2 separate regions of the Hermetia illucens genome follow, and region 1 is linked to region 2. The links are chromatin contacts, called in public Hi-C maps. All regions are on one chromosome and are shown on one strand. The core of a region is the stretch at or near the end of the contact, and the rest is flanking DNA. Distances in the headings are between cores, read along the strand shown.

The links. A called contact is a pair of places that touch in the nucleus more often than the background predicts.
Region 1: a contact with region 2 is called in a Hi-C map of an unstated tissue, with 2.3 times the contacts expected there. The contact joins the promoter of LOC119655268 here to the promoter of LOC119654325 in region 2. A contact is called at or near these places in 2 of 2 Hi-C or Micro-C datasets (an unstated tissue and whole body).

What each region holds. Positions count from the first base shown.
Region 1 is chr4:173,029,968-173,036,276 of iHerIll2.2.curated.20191125, reverse strand. It overlaps LOC119655268 (NADH dehydrogenase [ubiquinone] 1 alpha subcomplex assembly factor 2), which reads left to right and starts at 3,642. Exons shown (of 2, transcript XM_038061081.1): 1 at 3,642-4,130; 2 at 4,185-4,464. The coding sequence starts at 3,886. The coding sequence ends at 4,389. LOC119655265 (serine/threonine-protein kinase 10) reads right to left here and starts at 3,434. Exons shown (of 13, transcript XM_038061066.1): 1 at 2,709-3,434. LOC119655266 (poly(U)-binding-splicing factor half pint) reads right to left here. Exons shown (of 9, transcript XM_038061070.1): 9 at 6,016-6,309. The coding sequence ends at 6,069.
Region 2 is chr4:172,833,718-172,840,213 of iHerIll2.2.curated.20191125, reverse strand. LOC119654325 (activator of 90 kDa heat shock protein ATPase homolog 1) reads right to left here and starts at 3,442. Exons shown (of 4, transcript XM_038059653.1): 1 at 2,949-3,442; 2 at 2,208-2,829; 3 at 1,873-2,008; 4 at 1,366-1,815. The coding sequence starts at 3,096. The coding sequence ends at 1,681. It overlaps LOC119654326 (60S ribosomal protein L18a), which reads left to right and starts at 3,657. Exons shown (of 2, transcript XM_038059654.1): 1 at 3,657-3,812; 2 at 4,243-4,828. The coding sequence starts at 3,795. The coding sequence ends at 4,758.

The DNA.
Region 1 (6,309 bases), core at 2,393-4,892, 200 kb before region 2:
TAGAAATCTGGGACAATAGAACATAACATGCTCCGGGTCCTCGAGTGTAGCACCGCATTCAGGACAGTTGGGAGACTCGTCCAACTCGAAGCGATGCAAGTACTTCCTATAGCCGCCGTGCCCCGTAAGGAACTGTGTCAGGTGGTAATTCAATTCTCCGTGCTTTCGGTTGACCCATTTCTCGATGCACGGGATCAATGTATGGGTCCACCTGCCCTTGTCGGAGTTATCCCATCGTTGTTGCCACTTGTCACACAACTCTCTCCTGATGGCTTTTCGGAAATCCGCATTCACCTCGGCTGGATTTGCCTTCCGTTTTTCGTAGAGCCAGTGTGCCTCGCTCGCTAGAAGATCTATAGGGATCATTCCTGCGATAACACACACTGCCTCCGTCGAATGCGCTGCACACCCTTAGCGCAATTGGCCGGTATGCCGAACATATCTTCCTCCGGTTGACCGCGTGGTTCAACGCTCCCGCCCAGACAGGGGCCGCGTATAGCAGGATCGACCTCACCACTCCCGCGATGAGTAGCCTGCGACTATACTTCGGCCCTCCCACGTTAGGCATCATCCTTGCAAGGGATGAGCTGGCATTTGCTGCCTTTTCTCGCGCATAATCCAAGTGTCCCTTGAAACTCAGCTTGGCATCGATCATCACCCCCAGGTATTTGACAACCGATTTTGAGACGACCTCACGATTACCAACCCGGATGGTAACCGTGTTGTTCTTCCTACGGTTGGTAATGAGGACCGCCTCCGTCTTTTCGTCCGCCAGGTCCAGCTTGGCCATTCGTAACCATGACTTGATGGTATGAATGGCTTCATTTGCTTAAAGCTCCACGTCCTCGGGATGCTTTGCAATTGCAATTACCGCCAAGTCGTCCGCAAAACCAATCAGCGTTGTCTCCTCCGGCACGCGAAGGTCAAGCGCTCCGTCGTACATTATGTTCCACAGCAGCGGTCCCAATACAGAACCTTGAGGCACACCTGCTGTCACAATGTACTCCTTCGGCCCGTCGTCCGTCTCGTACCAGAGAAGTCTATCCGAAAAGTAACTCTCGATGAGCCGAGCCAAGTAGCTAGGAACACCCAGTTTGGCCAAAACGCCCTTAATCCAGCCCCAGTTGGCTGAGTTAAAAGCATTTTTGACGTCCAGCGTCACCAGAGCACAGCATTTGCCCATGGCCATCGCATTTCGAGCCAATTCCACGACCTTTGCTACTGCATCGACCGTAGAACGGGCTCGCCGAAACCTATATTGCCGCTCTGAAAGACCACCCTCAAGCTCGATGAACGGGAGCAGCCTGTTGTATATCACCCTCTCCAACATCTTCCCCATGGTGTCTAAGAGACAAATAGGGCGATATGAAGAGGGCACGCCGGGTGGTTTTCGAGGCTTCGGTAGCAAGACCAGTTTCTGCCTCTTCCACTGGGCGGGAAACACTCCTTCCGCCATGCACGATTCGAATGTGCTTGCGAACCACCTTGGTCTGGCCTTGACTGCCACCTTCAGAGCCCTGTTCGGAATTCCGTCCAATCCCGGAGCCTTGCTGTCCCCAATACGTCTGCAGATTTCCCAAAGTTCCTCTTCGGTAACATCAGGGATCGAGAAGACGTCCTGCTGAGCTGCCAGTTGGGGTTCTCTTTCGTCCTGCTCCTGCTGCGGGAAAAGTTGCAATTATTTGCAACAAGAGCCGTGGGCATGTCACCTGAGGTGATTTTCGCCCGCGGATCTTCTTCATTCGAATCGAAGGTACCTAAAAGGTTGTTGGAATTCTATATCTTTTTTAACATTAAAATTTAGCTTGTCAATTGATTGAATTTGTTGCCCGATTTTTACTGCTTTTCAATATACAAATAATTGCTCGTATAGTAGAACAACCAAAACTAAACTCGGTAAATATGAAGCAATTCATCGTACAAGTATTATTATTCCTCTTATCATTTGCATATAACTACATGCCTATAGGAAATTAGCATAGGTGCAACAAACGTTAAAATAATAGAAATAGTCCTCACGTCATCATCGCTCACATCCCTAGCAACCTCTTAATATAAAGTAATATTACTTGGCTATGACACATCTGTTAATATGAGTCCAAAAAGTGGAAATGGAAGTGGCGGATATTTGTTTGGAATGGAAATCGTTGACACACAAAGCAGCAGAGATCACTCAAAGAACACGAGGCTCTCTAAGCTGCAATTGCAACCTGAGAAAGTTTTCGTAAGGCAAATTCTCGCCTCGAAGAGTTGCGAAGAAAATAAAATGGCGCCTGGGAAATATATGAGTGAGAACAAGATAACTACAGTAATTGCGCAGGAAGGTCGAATATAGGTTAAAGAGAGAAGAATAGAGTGTAGGCATCCATTTAGCAGTAAATCCAGTTTTAGTTTTGTTAAAAATATTCGACGATTTGGTTAAAAACACCTGAAAAATGCGGCTATTCTAGTCACAGCACTGATATGAGACTCTTCGATGTGAAACAACATTAGTCTCACATGACTAACACGTCCACCTGTCGATGGGAACATTGTCGGCAGGTTCCATTTATGCCGAAGGCAAATTTCCAAGTTTTCACTAATAGCCTCGCAACATGCCAATCCAAATATTTTACAACTAGTTCTGATATTTTTAGTGAAGTTTTTTTTGTTTGTGTGGCACTTTTGCCGCGGACAATGCAGTTCACTTTAGTTTCGTTGCTGCTTACCTTGCTGATGTCTCGCCATAGATTCAGTGGGAATATGCTGGCTCATACAGAAGCGTTCAACCAATAATATCCAACTGGAAAAGTCATATCGCACTCGTTACTTTACACACCAAAACAAATATTTGGTGGAATTTCCGATTTCCTTGTTTTCACTTCAACTTGACACTACGCCGCACAAACACAAATGTACACTTGGTCGCCTTTTGACACTTGGAAAATGGCAGGCTGTAAAACTAGATTGAGGCTAGGTGGATTACTTCATTGCCTTGAAATCGCGGCCTTTTCTTTACTGCTATGGCCGCGCAACGGTTAGTAATCTCCTTGAGTAAAATGCACGCAGATCGAATTAATAAAGATGTGAGGGAGAAGTGAATTCATCCGAATAGTGTTGAGTACCGGACAAACTTCCACGGCACTTGGCAAATTATGGGTGACAAAGATAAACCGACCTCAGTTTGTCTTGCACTTCTTCGCGTCCATTCGAGCGGCCGAAGCAATTCCAATTTCGTGGAAGCTTCGTTAGTTTCCACAAATATTCTACCAAATTCGATTGAGATATCGCAATGTGTATCCCGAAATGGAAATTGTGCTGGCACTTGCTTTGCGATTGCAAATAGTCAGCCGTTTTAGTGACAAACCGAGCGAATGAATAGGACCACCGACACCACGCCTGCAAACTGACGTCACACACGTTTCCAATCAGTCACTCAACTGACGACTACCTTGCGAAAATTTTCGAATAAACTCTGAATCAGCCCGACTGGAAGATTGGAAAACTGACAGTTTCTCAAATACATTCTGTATGAAATTTCGAATAAGAATGATTGGAAGCACTATTAATAAATTTGACCAATTTCCAAATGTTTTATTTAAATTATATGATCATTCCCAAACATTGGTTGTTAAGATTAAATTATCGGTGCACTAAATTGTGCCAAAGACAAGGGGGATTTGATATTCTCTGGTCCAAAAGTGGTGGCGCCTATATAAGTAGAATCTCACGCACTGCTATCAGCGACTCTCCCATTAGGCAAACTCGACCACACTTGGCTAAATATGACGTCGTTTCTGAATGACATTTTGCCCTAAAGCGCAGAAATCATATGTTAGCTTGTGTTTACATTCGGATTACCCGTCATTTTCTGTCCTCGTATTTAGTTAATTGTCCTGCCTCACCATGCAAAAGCCTCCACAACGTGATATTATCAAAATTATCTTCCAAAATTTTATCAACTCTCTGAAACCCCGGCAAATTCGAGGCAATTATATTGGGGAAGATTATTTTGGTAATAAGTATTATGAAATACCGGCGAACCCGTCAATTGGGAAACGGAAGCCTTCGCGCTGGTTCGAACCCGCTGAAAAGAATGCTTTTGATCAAGAGCTCACAGCTGAATGGGAGGCGTGGTTACGTGGACGCAGGTAATAAAAGCGGTATTAGTGTTTCATTTGAACATTTTTCGACCTAATTTGCAGGAACGATCCACCTACTCGCGAGGAATTAGTCCGAAATTTACAGATCATAGAAATGAAAAAACGAAACGCTGCTGAATTAGAACAGAAGTACGGGAAACCAAGCGGCCAGGAAGAGCTGCCAAGGGAGCAAAAAGGATTGGCATCTTTTCCTCAATATGAAGAATATGAGAAAATTCCAGGAAAGGATCCAAAAATTAAATCATAACAATCAAACTATCCTGTAGAGATTGTAATTTAATTCACTTGAGCAACAATGGATGAATAAAGTAGTATAAACAAGGGCCAATGTTTTCCTTCTTACCCAGATCGTAGAAAGTAAAACTAGTTCCGAGTTAGGAGAAATCGACCCCCCGCCTCCCCCCGTCGGCCTCATCGGAAATTGGGGAGAGAAAGTGCAAGGATACAGCACGGTTGGCAGCGCTGCTGTGCATCAATCATTTATTTAAAGGTTTTTATTTGCAGTGAATCCTCAAGCAATACAATTATTTCATAGAATAAACTCAAGGGAGGTTTCCTAGCAAACTTCCCAAATTTGCAAGGAACCTATTATTAACATTCTTTGAACAGATATTGCAACTGCTTTGAAGCCCCCATTCCATGTAGAAGCACAATAGGTTTCTCCCCTCCACTACAGAATCTTGCCATTCACTGTTCGCCTGCATTCATAAAATGTGTTGGCTTGAATATAATTTGAACGGTGTTAGGTGCAACAAACAGGATTAATTTGTGTAATTGTTAAGAAATGGATCCTACCTTACAATCTGCTTATAAGCAATTCAATGGCTTGACTGCATGCATATGTAGGGGTCGAACTTTCATTTCTTAAAAGTTATGGCAATTCAAAGTTGAGAAATTTCACATTTACAGTGTTTAAAAACCGCCTCTACTTCCATTTCGCGTTTAAAGTATGCAAGGTCGGCCCATCATTTATAACCACCGCAGCCACTGTGGCAAAACGTGAAATTCAAAGTGTGATTAAAACTGGAATATAGTTATAACATGGAGCCAACATTTTTTCTTTTATGTAAGATGCAGGCAATGACAGATTTTTCTTTAAAAACCTGACGATACATTTTTCGTCAAACGGCAACAACAGCTTTTCGATGAATTTCAATTGTTTCTTATATTTGATGGCACATGCAATCATTTTAGGTGAACAGGAAAGAAGACTTTTAATATTTTACACTCTTTGTGAAAGCTTGCTTCTCGGGAGAACGATGCGGACCACGTCCCATTTTTTCAAACAATTAGATTTTATTTCTTCTATTATCAAATACGATCAAACTTCATACGAATATTTCAGTCTATGAAAGGAAGAACAGTAGTAAAGCCTGTCAGCAAACTCCAAACTGCTATTATTTTTCCCATGCTGAATGGTTGCTTCTTAACAGAAATTAATATCAACAAAAGGTCTGTTATAGTGAGCTGCTGCAAATTTAGCAACCGCCAAATTCATAAAAAGTTGAATGCAGGAGGCGAAGATGTTGCGTTGGAATAGTGACGTGACACATTTTGATCACATCCGAAATGAAGATATCTGCGATCGTTATGGAGTTGCACCAATTGTGGAAAAATTGCGAGTGAGGTGTCTTCGATGGTATGGTCACTTGCAAAGATTTGTCTGAACATCGCAGTCGATGGTAAAAGGCCGAAGGGCAGGCCGAAGCAACGGTGGCTTGATACACTAGATGGGGATTTAAAGGCCTCGAGATTGCACCCAGATAGGCGCTTGTGAATGGGACAAACGCTGAAGAAAAAGAATAAGAAATGGAATAATTGCCAGATTTTGTGTTCACGAACCCTTAAAAAGGAAAAGTAATTTCACGCTTAATTATTTTTTACATGAGCATTTTAATAACTATATCAATGATTTTTGTACATATTTCAGCCGGATAAGTCACCGTGGTCAAATAAAGCTTGGTCGTATAATTCAGCAATTACCCGTCGGCCTCCAAAAAATCGTCCATGTAAAGCTTCGCGGCCCCTTTCCGCTTCTGCAGCTGTTGAAAATTCAACGAATATTTTTACTATGACATCAGCATCGTCATCTTCCTCATTTTCTGATTGTTTCTCCTTGTAGATGATTACCCGTTCCACAGTTCCAAATTTTGCACATTCGTCTTGG
Region 2 (6,496 bases), core at 2,193-4,692:
AAGCTATTATTTCCGACGAATTTAAGGCACGTAGAGAGCGTCGAATTTTCTGTGACTGATACACCATGTTATTTTAACAAAAGGACATGAAGAACTTTAATGGGCAATGATATCTTTCCTCAAGTATCTCAATTACGCAGAGAACATCTGATCATTCTTTAACCCAACCATTCACCTTATCTAAACTGCTTTATAATTATAAAAGTATATTCAATCTGATGAATCGATAAACTCTTTCTGGGGCATTGATCTTCACAATATGTAAGACAACGAAAAACTTTCCGAGTAACACAAGCGCCTTATATTCTGTGCTGATTCATACAATTATAGATTAGCATTCCGTTTGCCCATTTCTTTGTTTAAATGCTTTTGATTTTCATCACGACTGGGATTTCAGCACTTACCCCTGTCTTGTTTCCCCATCCGCACGGTAAAACTAAGAAGCATTACGAAGACGTTCTGAAGGCTTGCCTCAGCCTTTTCTTTAGAATCATCTCAACCCAGCGCCAGTGCGTCGCTTCGAATTTTCATGTCGAGTTTATACCCACAATAACATCAATAAAATCTGAGAAAATAATGTCAGCCAACAGATCCTATTTCAGCTTACAAAGACTGTTCCGCTCGAAACGTTTCACCATAGGGTCAAAGCTCTTACTGTACAAGACTATGATCTTGCCAGTCCTCATGTATTCCTCGGAAACTTGGGTTCTTAGCAAGAAAAATTGCGAACTCTTGGCCGCGTTCGAGAGAAGAATCCTCCGAAGAATGTTTGGCTCCCTACATGAGGATGGGCGATTCCGTAGCCTACACAATGACGAAATCTATGAGCGATACCATGGCCGTCCGGTTGTGGATAAAATCCGGCTCAATAGGTTACGGTGGGCGGGTCACTTAATCCGTATGGATGAGGATGATCCCACCCGGAAAGTCTATAAGGGCAATATCTTTGGTAGAAAACGAAGACGAGGCAGACCCTGCCTAAGATGGAGCGATGGCGTAGGTCAGGACGCCAGACAGCCTTTAGGGATATCGAATTGGTAGACCTCGGCGCAAAACCGGGATGTCTGGAGTTTATTAAGGCAGGCCTAGACCGGATACCGGTTGTTGAGCCGTTGATGATGATGATTTTATATTACGTATGTATATAAACAAACTGTGGAACTGAGGATACGAGGGATTTCAGGTTTTCGAGTGAATAGGATAACTTGGAAAAGTAGCTATTATTTCTCTGACAACGTAGAGAGACAATCTGGCTGCAAAGATGTACAGATCACACGTAGAAATCACATACCTCAATGGAGTTTTTATTTGCCTGCTGGAGGCTACCAACCATTGCAGGGATGACTCCTACAGTAAAACGCGTGATTGACTTCAAATCGAATAAGCGTTCTGTTTCTTATTTCACTTGTTGTTTTCAATACATATGCGAAGTCTAAGCACAATTTTAAGTAATCTGATTCCGTCAATTGAATTCAGAGAAAGTATCCGAAATATTTATCCCGTTTATAGATTTTCGAGAAAATTATCTTCAGACCATAAACTTCCTACTGTTTGTAGATGTGTTCTTCTCAGATTCCTTCTTTTCTGTTATAATTCAATATTTTATTATCGATTCTAATGTTGGACATGATGGTTACATGGTTTCGGTTAAAGGTCTGATTTAGTATGTTCTACGCACTCTCACACCAAAAATGAGCCAAAACCAAAAGTCTGTTTAATGCTATTCCAGTAGTAGCGCTCCCAGTTATTTTGCGTTGTACTAGCTTCAGAGGTAGGTACTCCACTCTGAGTGAGTCGTAATTCGGTGTGGTCATCCTGCCGAAGAACAATGCACATAAGTCTACAATGCAACTTTAAAATGAATATTCTTACCTTTTCTTCGATGTCTAATACTACTTTTGAAAAATGCCCAGCCGGCCACTGTTTCAGTCGCCACAGTTGAGCGATTCTCGTGTTCGGAACCAATTCTTCGAATTTCCCGTGAACATTTCCGCCAAATAAAACGAATCTAGGAGAAATGAATTTTATAGAACCTTTGGGAAACGAGGCGAATCAATCTGCAGTACAATCCCGATAATTCGTATGGTCGCAATTACTAAATATAGCGAGTTCGAAATAACAATTAACTCTGGGGGTCGTCAAATTTTTACGACTTAGCTGAAAATACAAATAATCAGGATTCCACTGCATTTATTTGGTAAACCTACTCTCCTCCCTTTGTTGGCTCCAGCTTGACTGGACCGCGGGTAAAAGCTTGGACAAGCTCCACTTTCGTCAGGGCATCGTATAATTCGTTTGCTCGACACTGGAAGTCTACTTTCAGTTTCAGCGTTTTCACATCAATCTTGCAACCGATTGGTTGTGCGACTTGACTGTTGACTATTGGCTCTGAGTCGATATCGATCTTCCGGTTGAAACCGCTTGTTATTGTGGTCACGCTATCTGGCTTGATCTTTTGCTCAGAATCCTTCTTTGGCAGTATTAAACCTTTTGAATATTCCTCCTTGAGTTCTTTTACATACTTGCCTAACTGCTCTCTAATCACGCCACGGCCAGTGTTGTACATGAACAACTTCAATTTTTCCGAGTCGTCGTTCGATTCATCAATCGTTATTGTCAATTCGATGTCGTCGAGGTCATTTTCTTCCGACAAATTAGGGATCGTCACCTTGCCAGTATGTGCGTCCTTACTTCCTGGCAAGAAACCGGACCACTTAAGAACTAGATTCCACTCATAGAAGAATATTAGCTTCCCTTTCCGATTGTTTGCTGTCGCCTCGCCTTCAATTTTCTCGATCTCTGTAATTGTGCACTCGATGTTGTTCGCAGCTGTTGAAAAAGATATTCAAGGTAAGCACAATCAAGCAAGACGAAGTGAGAACGTATCAGTTTAACTGAAACATATGCCCCTCAGGCAGCAAATCAAAGCACACCGCTATTGAACATACCTACTTGGAACCCGTTAAAGAGAGTTTTCAATCGGTCCTTGGACCAAGGCGTTGCATTCTTCTCTGTCCAGTGCCAATTATTCACATTTGTGGCGTCTGGTCGCTCCTCAACTATCCATCTGGGATCGCCTTCTCCCCATTTAGCCATTCTTATAAGTGCTTATTACTTATCAGCTAACGCGAGGATTACGGATCACCTGCAAACACTGCCAAGAACTTTTCCTTCCCGGATCGAATCTTCCCAGTGTTCAAATATTTCCTAGCAACCACTTCTTAATGAAATTGCAAAGATCAATTATAACAGCGCCCGTTCTCCTAAGGAAGAAGGTAGCCGGAAATATCCACTTTAACGTCAAACTTTCACTGCAACTTTGAATGTTGCTCCTAGTAGAACCGGAGAAAATACGAGAAAATTCTATACAAAAACTCCAAAAGCAACACGAGTTCCAGCCTGATTTTGACAGTCGCTTCAACCTTCTGACATTTCAATGAAGTTCAAATAAGACATATGAGTCGAAAAGAGGCAGAACGAACATTCGAGAATTAGATCCAAAGTTCGAAAATTTACTGAAGGTTTCAGCCTTGACTGAATGTCACTTTCAGAAAGTTTTGGGTTTACTAAAGAGTCAGGATGCCAGACGCATTTTTGATAATTTTATTGACTTTCAGCATTTTTCTAAATTGAGTTGCGATCAATAGCAGATGATATTTGAATCAAAACTAAAGATTGCCATGGAATACAGTTCAGTGCACGATTTACATAGTTTTCGAACATTGGATTTTTGAAGTTTAGAAGCGAAAATGTCTTCCACTTCCTCTTCCTTTTTCGTGTGAAACGCAGCCAATATGAAAGCTAAGGGATTGGTACGGTCTAAGATTTTCCGAATTTTTACAAGTTGTGGGCGAATTGAAGTTTCGTTTGACGGTGAAATGAACACTGCATATTGTATTTGAATGATATCAAGTGAAAGTGACGAGTGTTTCACGTGGGCTAACGCGTTAAAGCCACTCCCGACGAGTCTACTGCAAAGTTTATGTTTTGTTTGCACATGTCAGAAAAAGTGTTCAATGTTCCCTATTAAGTAAAATAAGTAGCGTGAGCATAGAGGTTCCACAGAAATGTTTTTTGTTGCGGATGCTTGAGAACCTCGCGAAATAGCGGTAATTCCATCGAGAACGAAACTTCAATTCGCGTCATAACCTCAATCAGATCTGTCAACATTTGCGGGATACAGTTTTTCCTCACCATCAGATTTGCACGCATTTGTCTAAATGTTTCTTTCTCTCTTTACAGTTGAAAGAATATGAAGTTATTGGGCGTAAATTGCCCACCGAGAAGGAGCCACAGACTCCGCTCTACAAAATGCGGATCTTTGCTCCCGACAGCATTGTGGCCAAGTCACGGTTCTGGTATTTCTTGCGACAACTGAAGAAGTTCAAGAAGACTACCGGCGAAATCGTTTCTTTGAAACGCATCTACGAAAGCTCACCGATCAAAATCAAGAACTTTGGCATCTGGTTGCGTTATGACTCGCGATCAGGTACGCATAACATGTATCGTGAGTACCGTGATCTGACGGTGGGCGGAGCAGTGACACAGTGCTACCGGGATATGGGCGCCAGACATCGGGCGCGCGCGCATTCCATCCAAATTATCAAGGTAGAATCAGTGGCAGCCAGCAAAACTAGGAGGCCGCACGTCAAGCAGTTCCACGATTCCAAGATCCGATTCCCATTGGTACAGCGCGTCCACCACAAGGGCAACAGGAAACTGTTCTCATTCAGGAAGCCAAGAACCTACTTCATGTAAAGAGATAGGAGTTAATATTTTTGATGAGTCTGGAGGAAAGTACAGTGGAAATAAAGTGATATTTCCTAAACGTGTGTTTATTTGTTTGTAGACCCCAAATTCTTCGCCTTGTTTCAAAAAAGAAAGGAGAAGTGGACATGGTGATATTAGAATCCTGAACTAATGGTCATCCAGTGTATGGAATAAGGCGCCTTCCAAGCTAAAGTGAATTAAAGATGGTTAGGAAATAGTTCTAGGAATTTAGCTTCGGAAATGCTGAAGGCTTTGCGGATGAAAATGAAAAACGGCAACTAAGGATTACCAAAGTACAAGAGTTTTTCTAATTTGGAACTTAAAATGCCAGATTACAAGATCTTTATTTATTTTCTTATATGGGGACTTAGGAATAAATCTTTAAGATGTAGAGATCCTGAGACAAACATTACTTCTCACTGACACCATAACTTTTCTTTTTAATATCTCTTTTTCTTTCATTAAGTTCGAATGAGAACACAGCCAAGAATATACCCTTAAACAGAAAAAAATGAACCGATTTGATAAGAAAAGTCGGTCAGTCAGTCACGATAACAAGTTCTGAAAAATATCTTTCCTGATATTCGTCAAAAATACTTTTTTGGGAAAGGTTGACCCTTCTTTCTGTTTTCGACAGCACTTGAAGAATAGACATACAATAATCTCCTTCTATGGTGCTCGCAGCGTAGTGTGTTACCTTTTTTCAAAATAGAATAAAAGCCATTTTTTGATCAATTTCCGATATTGTTTATGAAGTTTGGTCGTCATCCCCATACTTATTGCTTTACTGGCTCTGTAAGTACTCCACGCACACCCAGCACTTTGTTGGTCCTGAGCGTTTTAAATGTATCTTTGATTTTTTCGAGTGTAGGTGTGCGTGACTTCCTCGGAATATTGAATCCATCGTTTTTTAATCTGCTCCATCTCTGTAGTGAGATCTCTCGATCTCTTTGTATAATATGTATACTTCTAGACAAGAATACTACTGTTATTCTTTTGGTTAAGCTGTAAGCGGATCTTAAGTTATGTTGACGCTAGCGTTTCCTACAGACCTTTCAGCGGTTCATCTTAATTCTAAATATCTATTTTATATTGTTTCACTCTTTTGGGTCGTTCCTGATATTGTTTATATGCTACGATTTTTTCCTCGATGGAATACAATCACTCTTTGTCAAAGCATTCATTTCTTTTGCGCGGAAGTTCCTTATCGATGTCGCCGTCTTTCAGCTGATTCCACTTCATGTCAATGTTATCGGCTCCCGGTGTCAATTCAGCGTCTGCAAGGTTAGTTTTTTCAACGCCTTGGCAGATTTCGGTGTCGATTCTTCATTCCGGAGCTCCCAATATCGAATCTGGTATTTAGATATGAGCCTGATACTCCTGTTATTTGCTACGGGTATCGATATGTGGCTCTGACGAGAAACTGATCTTTATCACAATTTTGACGGACTTGACTAATCTGGTTGAACGTCATCTTATCTGGCGAGGTCCACTTGCTATTGTAAATCCTGCGGTAAGGGAACAAGTCGATGAAATTATCTCGCCTCAATTGCAAGCGAATTCAACGAGTGAGCTTCCCTTAGTTATATCGTAGAGACTATGTGCCTCAGTAGGTTCATAGTGGATCATCTTTTTTTTTTTATATTTGCGATAATGTCACTGAGTACTATTTTCACATCCTTTTAGGGCAGTGAATCTGAATGCTGACCCAAGGCGACTATAGAAT